3 separate regions of the Mus musculus genome follow, and regions 2 and 3 are each linked to region 1. A link is a contact called in public promoter capture Hi-C data. All regions are on one chromosome and are shown on one strand. Each heading gives the region's core, a stretch centred on a gene start, on an enhancer-like site or on the middle of the called end of the contact. The rest is flanking DNA. Distances are from core to core; before and after follow the strand shown.

Region 1 (3,836 bases), core at 1,138-3,637:
CAAACCAAATCAAAACAAAACACACAAAAAAAGAGTCAGTTATTTAGTGTAGAACCAAGCTTTGGTTGAGTGGTAACAGTCACAAAATTACAGTTACAATGTAACAATGAAAATAATTTGCTTTGGTAAGAAAAAAAAAAAAGGAAGAAAAAAAGGAAGACAATGATTTTATGGTTGGTATTAAAGGGTCGCAGCATTAGGAGGGTTGATACAATCTTAGTTTGAAAATGTAAATGAATGTGATAAAGCTTCATAGGGGCTTACCCGCACCAAATTAGCAGGAGTGGTCTCGGCATCTAAGATGAAATCTCCACGTTTACCACAGAGACTTGCCTGAATTTTTTTGACCATTTTCTTCATGATCTGTGGTAATTTTAACTTAAATGACACTGTTTATATCTCATTTCTTTGGTAGTTGTCCATCCTTTCTTTAGCACTGTTCCCTTCCCACCCGAACACATGTCTCAGGCCCCAGTCCTTTCTCTTACCCTAGAGACTCACCCTGGAGATCGTGAAAGGGAAGGACCACAATATACTGTAGGCAGGCTCGTGGTGGTAGAAGTTCCAGCCAGCCTTAACAAGCACCATTTGGAGCTGGCTACATCACTCAATCAAAAGCCAGTCCCCCCAGGGGGACTGGGGAAGTGCCTCAGTAGGTAAAGTACTTTGCTGTGCAAACATGAGGACCTTCCGTTTGGAAGCCCAGATTCACTATGCCTCTCCCTGCCACAGTCAGCAACACAAAAACTGGGACTCCCTCAGATAGAAGGAAGCTGAGCTACAGAGAAGACATGCCTGGAAGTTCAGACCAACTGAGTCACCTGGAAAGGCCACTCCCCCCTGGTGAGCTGCCTGCAGGCTGTGCAGTATGCTCCAGGTCCCCTGCTTTGTGGGCTGTCACCCGTGCTGGAGTGGGCTGTGGGGATGCAGATGTCTCTGAGTCATTCCTGCTCCTTTGGCCCCGAACCCCGACTCCTGTAACTCCAATAAAAACTCACTGGTTCACCAAGTTGGATTTCGGTGGTGTTTGTACTTAGGTCAGTTGTAGGACTTCTACCTGAGGTGAGGAAATGTGTGTGTTGTCTCCCCAGGGAAAATGTTGTCACACAACAGTCCCAGCTACAACAGACCATGACGTTGTCCTGTAATGACAGCCAGTTTTTGTTTTTATAATAAACTTTTGCAAATAGAAGACTTTAGTTATCATAGGAAGAACATGCACTATTCAGGAAAGCAGTGTGTAACTTTCACTACGTCTAAGACCAAGGACAGGGACTTCTTAATCTCACTGGTATTCAGGGCAGATAGGGTGCCTTGCTATGACAATAATGGTAGTTAACAGTGAATTAGTAAGTACAGTTGAATAATGCACAACAAAAACTATTTAAGGACTTTGGAACTGAGGCAGGAGGATGGAGAGTTTCAGGCCACCATGAGCTACATGGACGGTTGAAAATTAAAGCAGACTGGGTGGTGGTGGCGCACGCCTTGAATCCCAGCACTTGGGGAGGCAGAGGCAGGTGGATTTCTGAGTTCCAGGCCAGCCTGGTCTACAGAGTGAGCTCCAGGACAGCCAGGGCTACACAGAGAAACCCTGTCTCAACAAAAACAAGCAAGCAAGCAAACAAACAAAGTAAAGAATTAAAACAGGCCTAGGAGAGATGGCTTGGTGGTTTAGAGCATTTGTTGCTCTTGTAGAGGGCAAGGGTTTACCAGTGTACACATGGTTGTTCACAACTGTCAGTAACTCCAGTTCCAGGGACCAGACACCTTCTTTTGTAGGCATTGAGCATGCCCATCACACATGGATATACACCTACAGGCAAACAGCCATACATGTAAATTACAAACGAATTTAATCCCAGCATCAGTGCTCAGGGAGGCAGAGGCTAGGCCAGCCTGGTTTACAGAGTGAGTTCCAGGACAGCCACTGCTACAGAGAAAACCTGTCTCTGAAAAACAACGACGAAAACAACAAGGTTTAGCTTTGTAATGCCTTTATGATCTTTGAGACAAAATCTGTGTATTCTTTTGTTGTGTTTGCTGAATAAAACAAACATAAAGGGAAAAGCACCGGCAAAATGATTTTGTTTGCTTTTCTTCTATATTATTACTTCCGATTCCTTTCCCTCTCCTGAGTTATGGTGGGTGGAGAACTTGGATTGTGAGTGTTCTGGGGACCTACAGGAGGAGGCTGGCCAGCCTGACCAGGGCTAAGTTGAGATAACGTGGGGCCAATTGAAGTGCAAGGGAAATCCAGGCGACCCAAGGACACTGCATGCCCTGGCCACAGGAAATGGTCTTGTCAGGCTGGAGAAGGCTCAGAATTCCCGAGTCCTGGGTTCGGGACCCGGGGTTTGCTCACGTGTGGCTGGCCCGTGCCCAACGCTCGCAGGGCAACCCAATGCCCAGCGTCCGTCTTGGCGTCGGTCTCCTGGCGGGCTTGGCAGCGGGCGGCGCGGTCGTCCTACTCAGCTACTGCGTCTACCTGGACTGGAGGCGGCACCGAGACCCCGCATTCCGCCGCCGCCTGCAGGACAGTGAGTGCCAGTGCGGTCGGCGGGAGGGAGGGCGGCCAAGCCCGGGCTGGTTCCCAAACCGGTGCCCCGGTCACCCGTGTCCATGCTACCTGGCTTTCCCAGCCAGCTCGTGCCTGTGTTTGCAGAGAGAAGAGCTGGACAGCCCAAGGCCCAGGCGCCCGCCAGGCAGGTGAGGTGCAGCAGACCCGCCAAGGAACCTTCTAGAAGCCCAGGGAGAAGAGGCCTGCCAGTGTGGCACACCTGCTTTATAAAGTTTTAACCTTCTAATTATAAAGGGGAAGGAAAGAAAGGAAAAGTGGGTCTGGTAAGGACACATTATGAAGATCTGGTGGGATGGCTCAGCGGCCAAGAGGGTTGGCTGCTCTTTCAGAGGACTCAGGTTTGATTGCCAGCACCCACAGGGTAGCTCACAACCATCTGTAACTCCAATCCCAAGGGATCTGTCACCCTCTTCTGTCCTCCAGGAAGCGACAGAGATGCACATGGTTGCAGACATACATGCTGGCAAAACACCCATACACATTTAAAAAAAAAGTTTTTCTTATTGTTTATGTTTTGTTTTTAAGTATAAACAGGGCTTGATACTCAGTGTGCAGAATCATCGCTTGGGAGGCTGAGACAGGAGGGAGTTCAAGGTTAGCCTGGGCCAAAGAGAACACTGTTAGAGAGAGAAAGGCATCTGTAAATTACATGTGGTAGGGACGGGCACTCTTTTTTTTTTTTTTAACTTAGAAGAAAGAAGAGAAACTTGGTCCTTCTCATATCCTCACAGGATGCCTAGGCCCCCCAGGCCAACATAGATTATGATTGACTAGTTGGGTTTTGATGGTGATTATTATTTTTTAGACAGAGGAGGAAGATGGCCCATATGTGATGGTCAGAGGACAACTTGTGAGGTCCAGTCACTTCTGTCGCTGGTCCCATGTGTCTAACTCAGGGGGTCAGGTTTGCTGGAAAGTGCTTTTTAACCTGATGAATTAATACTGTCTGTATTAGTCACTTTTAAAAACTGCCTCTTATTCTAGTGTGTATGGATGTTTTCCCAGCCATATGTGGCTATCAATGGTAGCATTTAGGGGTCAGAAGAGAGCATCTGATCGCCTGGGACTGGAGCTAAGAAAGTTGTGAGCTGCGGTACAGATGCCGGGAATTGAACCTTGGTCCTCAGGAAGAGCAACCAGTGTTCCTGACTACCAAGCCACCCTCTTCAGCCCTCTCCCTTATTAGTTATTTTTAAAGAGGATTCGGTCATCTTGGCTATTGGTCCAGCTTTTGTTAACTCACATGAGCCTAAAA
Region 2 (3,807 bases), core at 547-3,046, 1.9 Mb before region 1:
AAGCCACGAGTCTCTCTATGACTAGTTTCATAAAAACATATATAGTAATGAAATTACTGTATGTCTCACTACTCCCAATTTTCTTTTTTTTTTAGGACTGTGTCTCACTATAAAACTGGCCTCAAGCTGGGTGTGGTGGCACACGCCTTTAATCCCAGCACTCCGGAGGCAGAGGCAGGCGGATTTCTGAGTTCAAGGCCAGCCTGGTCTACAGTGTGAGTTCCAGGACAGCCAGGACTATACAGAGAAACCCTGTCTCGAAAAACCAAAAAAAAAAAAAAAAAAACTGGCCTCAAACTCATAATCCTCCTGCCTCAGGCTCCTGAACGTTAGGGTGTAACGCTCCTGAACGCATCATTATGTCCGATACTTGGGGCTTGATACAGTATAGTATAAAATAAAAGAACGGGTTTTATGATCCCATTAGCCCCATCACAGGTGATAATAATTAATGGTATAATTATAATAAATCTACTTAAGTCTTCAAATATGCCTTAATCCCACTGTGATTTAGAAAAACATCTAGAAGAAGTGAACTGTTTTGGCAGGCTGGAGCTCAGAGCTCAGGGTTGAACAGTCTACAAAGCTATTGTTGTCTGTGACAACTTGACTTTCTGGGAGGCTGCAGGCCAACACTCTGCCACCGAACTACACCTTAGCCTCTTCACTGTTGCAGTTTACATATAACTTTGATATAAACCTCAAACAAAATTACCAAGTGCCCAATCCACACACACACTTGTTTTTTTGAGACAAGATCTTACTAACTATAGTTATAACCTTTTTCTCAGGAGAGACTGAACCCTCAATTTCTTGCATACATTTCCAGAAGTCTAGAGAGAAGTCACTAAAATCCACTGGTTTTCTAGTCGGTGGACCCCGAGTAAACAGGTGTAATACGGGTCAACCGTGAAGGCTTAAGAGCATCCTTAGGATAGAATACGTGCAATCTTCTCTTTGAGAATGAGCTTAGCCTGCACTGTCATCGTATGAATAGATAGAAAATATTTGTTTATGTGCCTGTAACAAAAAATGTTTAAAGTAAGATAGAGTATTTCAAATAGTGAGAACGGTTACCTCCAAAGACTCCTTGTTCAAGCCACAATACCACTCTCGCCAAAGTCCGTGGCTCTCTGGAGATTTTGCCAGTACTATGACTGCATTATTTAAAGAAACGCTAGTCTCGGGTTCTCTGGTACTCAACTTATTCTCTGGAGCAAACTGCAAAGTGCAGGAATAACCCGAGTCTTGTGTAGAGAAGCACAATTCGTAACCGACGGGGCTTAGATGTCCGTGAAGAGTTTGTGGCAGAATCCCAGGCACTTGGATGAGCAAAGTCAAGGAGTCTTCGTCCTGATTACACTGTAAAGGAGGGCACACGGGTGCGATGCTCTCGGTTCCGGGGTCACCCATGGCTGAGCCCGCGGTGTCGTGGCGGGTCCTCTCCTGCTCCTCATTCGTCTGGACACCGGGGTCTCCGCACAGGGATTCGGTGTCGCCGCCCGGGAAAGCAGAGTAAGGGAGGCTTCGGTCCCCAGGAGAAGTCCCTTTCCCGAGGTCTAGAGGTGCCACCGAGTCCCCTCCGAAGTCCTGCTCCGGTTCGGGAACGAGCTCCCCTTCAGCGTGTGCAGCCCCGGGGTCTGGGGCTCCCACACCGCTCTTCTCCCCGTGGTCAGCTCCGGTTCCATCTGCAGACTCTTCCCGCGCCGCTGCAAAATCGCCCGCGGAAGTGCGGGCTACGTCGTCAGTTCCGGTCTCCTCCGCGGGCTCTTCCGGTGTCGCGGCCGGGGGTTCCTGGCGCGCGTCGGCCAGCGCCACCGGCAGCGTGACCACCAGCTGCCGCCGCGCCTTGTTGTACTGTGCCTTGCCGCGGCCGTCGTCCACCGGGTACGGCAGCGAGAGCCGCAGCCGGTAGTCGGGGTTTCTCGAGTCCAGGCACAGCAGCTTCCCCTTCACCTCCAGCTCCGCCCGCTCGACCGAGCGCAGCAGCGGCAGCTCGATGGTGACCACCAGCTCGTGCGGCACGGTGCTCGGGGCCGCGTCGCGCGAGCAGCGGTAATCCTGGAGGTCTACGTGGTGGCGCTGCACCACGGAGCAGCGCGGCTCCGTGGGCTCTGGGCGCTGCACGGCCTCGGGAGCGGGGGACGCGGGCGAGCGGGCAGTGTTCGCCGCCGCTGCCGCGGGGTAGCGGTATGGATATGGTGGGTCCGGGAAAAGCCCTGGTGGCTCCCCCTCGGGCTGGGCCGGGACGCCCCCGGGTAGGGGCGTGCGGAGCACTGCGGCCTCGGGCATCCCCTTGTACTTGATCTTCAGGGTCTTGGCGTTCCTGCGGTCCAGCCTGACGCCGAACTGCTGCTCCACCGCCTCCAGGGCCGTGGCGTCCAGCATTTCGCGGAAGCGCTCGTGGCTCCGGGCCAGCGCCAGCGCTTCGGGGTGGAAGACCACGTCGTAGACGGTGTAGCGGGCGCCGTTGCGGCCGGCATACTGGCGGCCGGGAGCCAGGCTATAGGGCAGGGACCAGTGGCTGCCAGCTGCCGTGCCGCCGCGCCCCGGGCCGGGCCGGCTGCTAGGTACGCCTACCAGTGAGTTGCTGCACACGTTCACGTAGCAGCGGTGCTCCCCGTCCAGGCTGGTACGCAGCACATGGCCCGGCTCAGGGTGCACGAACCGCACATCCACCCCACGCTCCCGCTCCAGGGCTGTGATCTCCTCCTCGTAGCGCCTCCGGTTCTCGGGGTCCGTGATCTCCGCGGCGTACTCGGAGAACATTCGGCGGAACTCTGGGTCCTGAAAGGCGGAGGTGAACCGCTGCACCTCCTCTCTGCTCAGATCCAAGTCCTCCAGCGCTGAGGAGGCCGCCGCCTTGGCCATGGTGACCCACACGGCCCAATGCCCAGACCCAGTGAAGGATCAGGGTGAATTGAGTGTCTAGGATGCGCTTCAGAGTCTGGCTCATGGAGAACTGACCAGTCCAAGAAGGTAACGGCTGGATTGTCAAGGCCGGGCAGCGCGTGCTTTGTTGCCATAGTAACGCCTGGGAGGAGGGGCAGCGATCTGGTAGAAATGCTAGAAATAGGCTCCACTGTTACTTCAAACCAAGCAGACACTACCTGCTACAGGTTTTAAATTACTGTGTCAGGATACGTGTACTTTGCAGTCTATTGTGGTAACTGTCCTCATCTTCAGCGCTGTGTCTTTATCTTATTAACTGTTTAATTTCACCAACAAGAGAGAAGTTTACTAGCTAATTCACAAACCTAACTTTATCTGACTCTCTTTACTTTGTGGAACCAACGTTAGTAAACCCTTACCATTTTCAGGTATTCCACCTTATAGTTGTCTCCCAGAAACCCTTGGGGGCAAAAGATGACAAAACAAATCCCAGAGATTAATAAGCATCAGAAAGGTGTTCGCTTTTTATAATGTAAATGCAAGCTCTCAAATCACTTAGCAAAATTACAGTTTGTCCTGATCAATTTCCTTGGGTTGAGAATAGAATTTATAACTGCGCTTTTTTTTTAAACTAGATATCCTTAGATTGACTCTGTAGTCTCTTAACAATGCTCCACTAGGAACCAATGCAGCAGATGTAGTAGTTACATAATGGAACTTTACTGTGCCAGACTATAGAAACTTGGTTTTGTTACAGGGCTAGGTGTGGGATCCAGGACTTCCCACCTGTGGCCTGAGCTGTACCACTGAGCCACACACCCAGGTCTAGGGTATGGTTACTTATTGATTGCTGGGCAGTCCCAGACCTGTTTTACAAGTGCAGCATTTAGCAGTTTATACTGGCATTACTGCAAT
Region 3 (3,636 bases), core at 334-2,833, 1.9 Mb before region 1:
GCTGGGATCTGAACTCTGGACCTTCGGAAGAGCAGTCGGGTGCTCTAACCCACTGAGCCATCTCACCAGCCCAGGTGTTCTATTTTCGATCTCTACTATTATCCACCCAAATACCGAAAATAGGTAATTTATGAAGCCTAATGGTCCTTGAAAAATTCTGGTTTGCTTAAATATAATTTTTCCATAAGCCTGAGAATGCTGCTAATGTTTTGATGTGCCGGGCTGTGGTGGCGCACGCCTTTAATCCCAGCACTTGGGAGTCAGAGGCAGCTGGATTTCTGAGTTTGAGGCCAGCCTGATCTATAAAGTGAGTTCCAGGACAGCCTGGGCTATACAGAGAAACCCTGTCTCGAAAAACCAAAAAATGAATACATAAAATAAAATAAATGTTTTGATGCTCTATCAGGGAGCATATGTCAAGTCCCAGCAGAGCTTTAGGTGACAATGCCTGGAGAAAAAAATGTTAAGCAACTAAAAACATATGAATGTGTAAGAGAATTTTTTGTGGTGGGGTGCAAATTGATTGTCTTTGCCTATCTCCTGAATACGTGGTTTTGAGGATGTGAAACCAACACGGATACAATTCACCATGTTATATGTAAACAGGGATGTCCGTTGAAGGCTAAATCATAATTTTGAATTTTGCCACGGTTAAATTGAAAATTGGTATTTCTGAAAGCCATTTCACAATTGCAAGTGTGTAACTTGTATTAATTGTTTACTACAAGGTAAGGCAAGGGGGTTTTCTAATGCACCACTTCACCTGAGAGTAAGCGCTTCCCTAGCCCGGGGTCAGATAGATAGATAGATAGATACACAAATAAACAAACAAACAAACAAATAAATAAGTGTCGCTGAGCAATTTCGTAGCTTTTACTTGAAAGTTGATACCGAGGACATTGAAGGTAAGACAACCCGATGTGTGCAGTGTTTTTTTTTTTTTTTTTTTACATATTCACTTTACATCCCGCTCATCCCCTCCCACAACCCTCCCCTCACTCCCCTTCTCCTCTGACCGGGTGGGGGACCCTCCAGGGTATCTCCCACCGCCACGGGCTCAGTAAATGAGGCGTGAATGTGGGTCTCCACTGCCTTTCCAAGGCCGACCATGGCTGCAAAGTAAAGTTTGCTCAACAGGAATTGCCTTGCCAGTTATTGTCACCTAAAGCTCCGCTCTGACTTGCAATGCCCAACAAGAATGCTTTCTCGCTGGGGTGTGTGTCTATAAACAAGGTGACACCAGCCTTCCAGCTATCCCCATCCCCGGGTCCGCTGGCCTCTAGCAAAGGGCGCGGGAAACACCAGGACGGGCAGCACACACCCACACCTACCACGCCCCCAGCTTAAGGACATGGTGCCCTCGGCGGCCGCCTGTCCGAAAACAGAGGACAAATCCTCCGGGCGCTCCGGAGCACGCAGAGGTTCTGTCATTAAAAGTTAAATAATGCTAAAACATGGGCATTCCACCATTCTACGTGGAAACTGGAGTGGGACTCCGAGAAGCCACAAAGCCGATGGGTTTAGGCGCACCATGGACACCTCTATCGCGAGGACCCCGGCAGACCTGTCAGGCGGGAGGCGCCAAGTTTTAAAGCCTGCGGGCCAGCGGGCGACTTAGCTGCAAGATGAGGCTGCCCTGCGAGGTGGAGGTCCGTAGCTGTCATTTGCCAACCTTAGGGCTCAAGAGCCGAGGCAAGGGCGTGCGAGCGGTGGTGAGCCTGTGCCAGGCCCCGGGCAGGAATGAGCTGCAGCCTGAGGCAAGAGCAGAGCCGGGCGGCCACGCCTGCCTGCTGGTCTCCACCATGAAGGACAGGCAGGGAACCAGCTACAAGGTACGCGCCCCCAGCGTCTTGAGCACCCACGCCTCCTTACTTTAGCTGCTGGCTTCTGCGGGTATGAGTTGGTAGACAGCGATCCCGCCGGGGTACAAGCCTCCGACACTGAAGCAGAGCAGCATATGAGGCTTTTGGTTAAATCTCCAGCACACAGAAAATGCATGTAACAATGAATACTATCCAAACTTGAGTGGTTGTTATTGTTGTTGTTGTTGAAGAGGTTTGCCACATGTATCCTCTCTGTTATTTGTTTAGAAAATGCTTGACCCGACTTAGGTCCAGAGACGGGTGGCCAACTCCAGTCTAGTCTGTCTGAACCGGAGGTTTGAAAACGAGGTTTATAAAATCCGTTTTCCTCCATTACCAGGCAGTGCTATTTGATCAAAACAAGATGTCTTTGTGTCAACTATGAATGGAGATAAGGGAATGAGTCCCTCACCCTGCATCTGATTTTTTAGCGGATGTTATGTTTTCGGGATTCTTTTTTTTTTTTTTTTTTGGTTTTTCAAGGCAGGGTTTCTCTGTGTAGGCCTGGCTGTCCTGGAACTTACTCTGTAGACCAGGCTGGCCACGAACTCAGAAATCCGCCTGCCTCTGCCTACCAAGTACTGGGATTAAAGGCGTGCACCACCACGCCCAGCTGTTTTCGGGATTCTTTACCTCACATATTATAATCCACAACAAATGCTTAGTTGAGAGAAGAGAGCATTATCTTATTCAAGTTACTTATTTTTATTTATTCATTCATCCATTTAATTTTGGAGTGTTGGGGATGGAGCCCAGGACCTTGTGCATGTTAGGCTAGTAGTGGTAAGGAGGACCTTGACTTCCTGATCCACATGCCTCTACAGCCCGCCCAAGTTCTGGGGTTACCACTACACACCTGGTTTGTACTACTGTGTTGAGGGCAGAACCTAGGGCTTTATGCATGACAGGCAAGATAGGCAAAGATTCTACCATTTTAACAACGTCTTCCACCCAGGCATTAATCTAAATCCTGCCTGTCTAGGCTATTAAGGAGTCTGGTTCTATGTTGTCTTTTATCCTGTCCTTCAGCTAAGTTCAGCTAAGACTTTACACTGCAGTTCTAGGAGAAAAAAAAATTAAATGTATACATGTATGTATTGAGACAAGGTCTTGCTCTGTAACTATGGCTGGTCTGGAGCTCACTGTAGACCAGGCAGGCTTCAAACTCATAAAAATTTCTGCTGTTTCTGTCCCATCTGTCCCAGTTGCTGGGATTAAAGGCACGCGCCAGTTCCAAGAGCCAGTTGTTGTTGTTGTTGTTGTTTTAAAACAGGCTCTTACTATGTGTAGCTCAACTGTCCTGGAACTCTGTAGATCTGGCCTGGAATTCACAAAGATCCATATAGCTGTGAATTCCTGAGTTCTGGGATTAAAAGTGTGAGCTACCACACCTAGCTTTCCAGGAAGAATTTAATGCAGATCTAATTGTTTCTTCAATCCTTTAATGAATTTCATGGTTCTTAAATCTTTTTTTTTGTTTTTGTTTTTGTTTTTGTTTTGTTTTGTTTGTTTTCTTTCTTTCTTTCTTTCTTTTTTTTTTTTTTTTCGTTTTTTGAGACATGTTTTCTCTGTATAGCCTTGGCTGTCCTGGAACTCACTTTGTAGACCAGGCTGGCCTCAAACTCAGAAATCTACCTGCCTCTGCCCCCTCCTCCACCCCCTCCTTCTCCATCAGTGTCAGGATTAAAAGCATGCATGTGCCACCACTGCCTGGCAGTTCTTGAACTTTCTTGACTCTTGGTTGTTTTCTTTTCATACTCAGCTGTGCCCATCC

The links. Promoter capture Hi-C pulls out the DNA fragments that hold promoters and counts their contacts.
Region 2: a contact with region 1 is called in a promoter capture Hi-C map of neutrophils, with 5 times the contacts expected there. The contact joins the promoter of 9330151L19Rik here to the promoter of Tomm20l in region 1.
Region 3: a contact with region 1 is called in a promoter capture Hi-C map of neutrophils, with 3 times the contacts expected there. The contact joins the promoter of Lrr1 here to the promoter of Tomm20l in region 1. A contact is called at or near these places in 2 of 39 promoter capture datasets (neutrophils and pre-B cells).

What each region holds. Positions count from the first base shown.
Region 1 is chr12:71,109,041-71,112,876 of GRCm38.p6, forward strand. Tomm20l (translocase of outer mitochondrial membrane 20-like) reads left to right here and starts at 2,388. Exons shown (of 5, transcript NM_029227.1): 1 at 2,388-2,540; 2 at 2,666-2,709. The coding sequence starts at 2,405. It overlaps Gm32906 (a long non-coding RNA gene), which reads right to left. Exons shown (of 3, transcript XR_381662.3): 3 at 1,711-2,653.
Region 2 is chr12:69,195,415-69,199,221 of GRCm38.p6, forward strand. 9330151L19Rik (RIKEN cDNA 9330151L19 gene) reads left to right here and starts at 1,797. Exons shown (of 2, transcript NR_033222.1): 1 at 1,797-2,201; 2 at 2,314-3,807. It overlaps Dnaaf2 (dynein, axonemal assembly factor 2), which reads right to left and starts at 3,015. Exons shown (of 3, transcript NM_027269.4): 1 at 1,078-3,015. The coding sequence starts at 2,871.
Region 3 is chr12:69,167,231-69,170,866 of GRCm38.p6, forward strand. Lrr1 (leucine rich repeat protein 1) reads left to right here and starts at 1,584. Exons shown (of 4, transcript NM_001081406.2): 1 at 1,584-1,832. The coding sequence starts at 1,626.